2 separate regions of the Mus musculus genome follow, and region 1 is linked to region 2. The links are chromatin contacts, called in public capture Hi-C maps. All regions are on one chromosome and are shown on one strand. Each heading gives the region's core, a stretch centred on a gene start, on an enhancer-like site or on the middle of the called end of the contact. The rest is flanking DNA. Distances are from core to core; before and after follow the strand shown. Region 1 overlaps Zfand3 (zinc finger, AN1-type domain 3). Region 2 overlaps Btbd9 (BTB (POZ) domain containing 9).

Region 1 (2,999 bases), core at 466-2,965, 440 kb before region 2:
GTTAAGGAAAGAATGGCACAGGCAGTCTGTGGGGCTGCAGAGATGGTGCTGTGCTCTGGAGGATCTGAGTTGAGTTCCCAGCACCCATATCACATGGCTTCCAACTGCTTGCAACTGCACCTCCAGGGCATCCCAGGCTTTTTTCTTGCCTCTCTAGGCACCCACAAGCACCCACAAACATCACAGATACACACATATACACATAAAATACACATAAATAGGCAAGGGGTTTTGTGTGATTTATGTTTTGTTCTTGGTTTAAGTTATGCTTTGATTTAAAAAAAAATTTTTTTTAAAGATTTATTTATTATTATATGTAAGTACACTGTAGCTCTCTTCAGGCACACCAAAGAGGGAGTCAGATCTTGTTGTCAGATGGTTGTGAGCCACCATGTGGTTGCTGGGATTTGAACTCTGGACCTTCGGAAGAGCAGTCGGGTGCTCTTACCCACTGAGCCATCTCACCAGCCCCTTAAAAAAATTTTAATGACTTGTTTTGGGTGTTATTTTAGTATTACTGTTGAAAAGTTTGGACCTTCACTGTTTTTCTCGTTCTGCCTTAACCAAAAAAGATTTAGTAAACGTATTTTCAAATAGGCAGGGAGTCACGGTTTTGATTATAACAACTGTGTAACCAGGGCCAGGCAGGCAGTCATCTGTTTGGAGGAAGCAAACAGACTAAACAGCAGGGGACAAGCAGTGTTTGGGCCATTTGCCAAATCCTCCTGTCACATCACTTCTGTCTGAGGTATGAGGGTGGGTTGGCTTGATAACAGGCAGGAAGTTCCATCGGGGCAGGGGCTGTTTGACTTGGTTTTCAGACACTGTTTTTACCAATGTTTGAAACATAATGGGTATGCAAAAATGTATTTATGGAAAAGAACTATTCGCCCGCAGAGAGTATTCCTGAGACAATAAACATGGACACAAACAAACAGTCTGTTGGCTCACTTCTTTGCAGTGGGGTAATTGTAACTCAGCTCTATAGATATAAACACTTTAATCTTTTTCACAGGCCTCTTGGCCATAAAACTGTTCACTAAATTGATAATGGTATTTTTTTCCCTTTTAAAATGTTAGGTTTAAATGTGAGTGGTTAGGTTTGCATCTTCAGAATTCATATTTAATATTAGCTTCTAGTAGTTCATTGTCATGAAAATAAAGTTTCTTTGTGCAGAACAGTTGGAAATCAAGGACATCTGATAGTACTAACCGTGAAATACTTTGTTTTTAATGTTTCTGCATTGCTGAGAACTAAGGCAGACACTTTACTCTTTTCTACTAAGTCATTTAAAGGTAAATGTTTGCCAGGTTTACAAAGTTGATGCAACGGTCAGTAAGTAGCAACTTAAACATTGTGTTACTGAATTTAAAAATTAAGTCAAAAAGAGCCTTTTGTTTTTGAGGCTTAAATTACTATTTTTTTTTTCTGTATTCACACATGCAGACAGTTTCTATTCTGATTTTATCTGATGGCCTTGTTTAGACCTTCCTGGTGCTAAGAAAGAAGGAGAGAGGAGGTGCCTCTGGCAGTGGAGGGCAGGTTAACTAGAAAGGGGTCATAGATGATGTGGTCTGTAGGCAGTTTGGGGTCTGATGGTTGGCACAGAAACTAGTTTGCTGCAACAGTGAAACTTGCAGTGGACCCCTCCCCCCATGTTATCTCTGGCTGCTCTACTTGGCTTAGTGCCCAGAGCTGTCTCTGATGGAAACTTCTGCCTTAACCTTAAGCAGAGAGAGTTCATTGGAGGACTCAGTAACAGAAGTGTTTAGAAGGCAAGCCTCCTGCTAGTGGAACAGAACAGGGAGATTCCAGCTCAGATTTGAGTTCAGTGTGGGTTTCATAGCAAGATTCCTTGTCCTTCCCTTCCCCCACTAAAAAGTTTCTTCCTGGAATTATGTTTGAGTGGTATTGTGAAATTAGATAGGGTGTGTCTGTGTTTGCTCAACTAATTATTCTAATTTGATAGGAGCTTGAGAAGATTCAGATTATCTTGATAGGCTCCCAGTTTTTCATAGATGATTGGTAAGAAAAGATTTAAATCAAAAGATGGCCTTTTTATTTTAGACATTTTTAGAAAGCCAAACGGTAGTGAGGTCATTAATATCAGCCTTTGGGAGCAGGTGCAGGAGAATTGCCCCAATCTTGAAGCCAGCATGGTCTGTGTAGTGAGCTTTAGGCTAATTGAGGTTACATGTAGTGAGACTGTGTCTTGAAATAAACACAACAAAGAATATTTATTAATTTTTTTTGGAATAAAAAAGAAGCTTGAAATTAAATTTTAGTTCCTGTACAGATGTCTGATTTTTGTGGCCATCTCCATTGTCAGAGCATTGTTTTGTGTGCAGACAGAGCTGAGTACTAGGACAGTGCACTTAGTAGTGGACTATCAGTGATTTTTGAAATTTCTGCATCAGAGAAAAAGGTTCATTTTTTTTTTTTTCAGTCATTGTAAATGTTAGTAAGAAATGCCTTTGAGGTCAAGTCAGAATTCACCAAGACTTTTAGGAACTTGTCAGTAAGTGGTACTATGCCACTATGAAATGTTTGGACTTGTGCAAATCTGTGCAATCTGTGCAAAATTGTGCAATCTGGGGTACTTTCAAAGATGCCATCTCTGTTAGTGCATTTACCCACATGGTTTAAGTGTGGAGCAGAGTGAGAATTTGGAAGCAAAGCTGAGCTAAACAGTAGTGTAAGTCATTAATTTTAAAGACACTCAGTAATTCATCTCCTCCATTAAGGCTCCATAGCTTCCCAAAACAGCTCCCCTAGTGGAGATCAATTTGTGTGTGTGTGTGTATACAAGTGTGTGTGCACTCTGCGATGTTCACACAATGATGAAATTGCCTAATGATGCCTTATCAGGATGTCCTTAAGTGACATAGGATTGTGTATCCACATCCTATGTTGTACAACCATCATAATAGCCCTTTTTTTGAGTTGAGCGGGTCACCCATATGAAACATGCATTCTACCTTTGAGCTCTACCCTCAGC
Region 2 (3,003 bases), core at 350-2,849:
TTCATCAACCCCTTCCCACTCAGGGCTCCCTGCAGAAGGGGAGGCAGGAAGACTGAGGCTGACATAATGGATGACTCCAGGGAAACAGTGTCCTCTGGATCCAAGAGGCCTGATGCTCATAAGAACTCAGACTGTGGAAACGTGCACAGGGCCTGCACAGGTTCAAGTCAGATGCCACGCCCCTGGAGACTGAGAGGTGGAGTGGACAAAGGCTCCCACTCCTAACCAAGAAGCTACCTGCAACTGATGTCCGCTTGCAAAGGAAAATTTCCCTTTCTCCAGTGGAGTCTCACTGGGTATCAACTCTACTTAAGGGCAGGCCCGTGCCCCGGAGTAGGTGGCCAATGCAGACAAACCCAACGGCATTCTTCTAGGCTTTTTGCCTCCTAATACTTTGTTTAAGCTTTGTGTGGTGTGTGTGAGTCTGTGTGGCATATTGCCATTTCTGTGGGATTTGGGGGTGGGGATTGTACATTTGTGGTTTTATTTATGTGTTTTGTTAAAAAGGGCACAGAGCTGGGCAGTGGGGAGGATCTGGGAAGCCTTGGGGAGGGGAAAGCATCATCAGAATACACTGCGTGAAAAAAGCTCTCAAAAAATTAATTAATTGCCAGGCAGTGGTGGCACATGCCTTTAATCCCAGCACTTGAGAGGCAGCGGCAGGCGGATTTCGGAGTTCGAGGCCAGCCTGGTCTACAAAGTGAGTTCCAGGACAGCCAGGGCTATACAGAAAAACCCTGTCTCGAAAAAAAAAAACAAAAAACAAAAAACAAACAAACTATATATATATATATAAAAAACTCTTAACCTATGCTTGATCATGAGAATTCAAAGAACCCTTAGGCTGACTTGGTGTTTAAACTTTTTTCCTTAAGTTCATTTAATAAAGCACAAAAGCACATCTTGGTTAAAGATCACCACAATGCTTTCAATAACTTCAATACAAAAGGAAGAGAAGCAAACTTCCTTGAGCTGACATTAAAATCAAATTAGGAGTGCTGCTCATAAGAGTAAACCTGAAGACTGGCCCCTCTGGAGGAGAGGAGGAGATTGGCACACAGGCATGCGCCCAGGCAGCCCCTTCACAGATGCTTGCACTGTCTACTGTTGGCTGGGAAACTCCCAGGAGAAAAGTATCAGAGCCACCAACTACAAGCGGAAGTGGCAGCTCTTTGGTGGGGACAGTTGTCTGCCGCTCCAGCACAGTGCTCACACCGATGGTTATTTTTATTTTTGCAGCCTCCCTAACATAGCCCAGGTTCCGAATGCAACAGATGAGTCTAGTCTTGACTTTAGAAACAAATCGCCAGCTGTCTCCTAAAGGACAACCTCATTTAATGGAAGGCAAATGCTAGCACAGAACAAAAGTAAATAAAGATGGCTACATATGCTCCAGTTTTCAGACTGAAAGTGACAGCGATGAGAGGTGCAGAGGAGGAAAGATTAAACATGAAGAACAGCTGCCACCAATAGCAGACGCTCTGACTAGTCAACCCGTCTAATAACATGGTGTCGCAAGAATGCCAATTAAAAGAGCCAGTGTGGAGATTCAGGCTCAGAGATCTTAGAGCTAAAGAAGCCGGAGGAGTTCGGCCAAAGCAGCTCCTGCCACAGAAGGCTGTGCTGAATGCCAATGGGCTGTGAGCAAAGTGCTCTGTAAACTGCCGACGTCTGCAGCCACATTGATGCTGCGGCTACTCCTAAGCTACTTCTACTCTTTTAGTTTAGTCTTTATAGAATGTACCAATTCCATCTGTATTCATTCACTTCCAATAAACAGAATTGTGAATTGGCATTTTTTACTTTTTTATTTCCTCAAGAATCTTCAAACAGAATATGTTGCCAAAATTAAACACCTTGTAGGCACAGCATGTGAATGGAATCTCTAATTTCGATGAGAATGAGACAGGAGCAAAGCCTGCACCCTTTCATGTCTTCCAAACATATCTGTAGAATGTCACTCAGGCCTATTAAAATGCTTACATGTCCTGGAGTCCCTCTCCCTCCACAGAAGCAAGCACTCATTAAAGGGCAGAGCAGGGGAGGAGAGAGCCGGCTGGCCTTTGCTGACAGAAGAGGAAGGCCTGGTGATGTGCTTTCAGAGGAGGACTTAAAAGGGGCTTTGAAAGGGTCAAAGGGAGGGCCTGGGGAGAAGCTTCCCCGGCTGACGGCACCACCCACCTTAAAAGGGTTACTTCATCCAGCTCAAGCCAAAATGGACCACCACAAGCTGTTACGGGCCCCTCTAACACAAGAAGAATTTCTATAGTGACCTCAGGGTGCCCTGCCACACTGCATCCCCCCAAACAGACCACCATCACCATGGTAAACATAGCTGAAAAGAACACTTTTACACTTTATTTCCATCTTTCCTATGATTTTGGTATGTGGATGTAATTTAACTTTAAAGTATTTGGGAAAAAACATTTAGTCCAGCTGTGCCAAAAAGAAAAAAAAAGGAAAAGATAATTTCCCCATTTACAGATGCTTCCAGTACTGGTTGAAGATGGATTAATCTACAGTTACTCAGCTGCAGAATATTACTCCTATTCCTCAGACTTTATATATGAACTATTACATCCATTAGATAGCTCTACAGCAGCTCCTCCTACCTACCCTTAAGGTACTCTTTCTTATTCAAGCCTTCCCTTCCTAAGGGGAACAGTCAAGGCCCCTCGCTGCCAGGCACCACCCAGCACCACCCGGAGCCTGCAGCAGGGGAAGAAGCAGGATGCTGAGAAGGAAATTAACAAATTTGTTTAAAGGGCACCACTATGGGATTTGAACTTATTCCTGGACTAGACTTTAAAGTTCAAGACATGTGGACACTAACATGAACAATTTTCTTTCAGAAAGTCTACACATCACAGAGGAACTAGTAATGCCATGTTGCAAACAAGGGCAGAGTTGCTCTTTCCCTGCTAAGCACAGAACTGTGCACCATTAGAAACGTTTCCAGAAACGTTTCCCGAAACGCCTTCTTCACTTTCCTTCACAACGATA

What was found. Capture Hi-C pulls out chosen DNA fragments and counts their contacts.
Region 1: a capture Hi-C map of embryonic stem cells shows a contact between it and region 2, with 2.4 times the contacts expected there. The contact joins two enhancer-like sites. A contact is called at or near these places in 1 of 15 datasets of contacts at CTCF or cohesin (the NIH/3T3 cell line), 8 of 484 Hi-C or Micro-C datasets (the 3T3-L1 cell line, the F1.1 cell line, the HPC-7 cell line and 5 more), 2 of 115 datasets of contacts at active chromatin or transcription factors (embryonic basal ganglia and embryonic stem cells) and 1 of 9 other capture datasets (embryonic stem cells).

Annotation. Positions count from the first base shown.
Region 1 is chr17:30,026,101-30,029,099 of GRCm38.p6, forward strand. The region is part of intron 1 of Zfand3 (zinc finger, AN1-type domain 3); the gene reads left to right. Among named protein-coding and RNA genes, the nearest start is that of Zfand3, 23 kb to the left of the region's middle. Within about 2 kb of position 1,716, at least 99 of the 459 cell types and tissues checked have an H3K27ac peak or open chromatin away from gene starts, as enhancers often do.
Region 2 is chr17:30,466,537-30,469,539 of GRCm38.p6, forward strand. All of the region lies in intron 6 of Btbd9 (BTB (POZ) domain containing 9), which reads right to left. Among named protein-coding and RNA genes, the nearest start is that of Btbd9, 110 kb to the right of the region's middle. Within about 2 kb of position 1,600, at least 61 of the 459 cell types and tissues checked have an H3K27ac peak or open chromatin away from gene starts, as enhancers often do.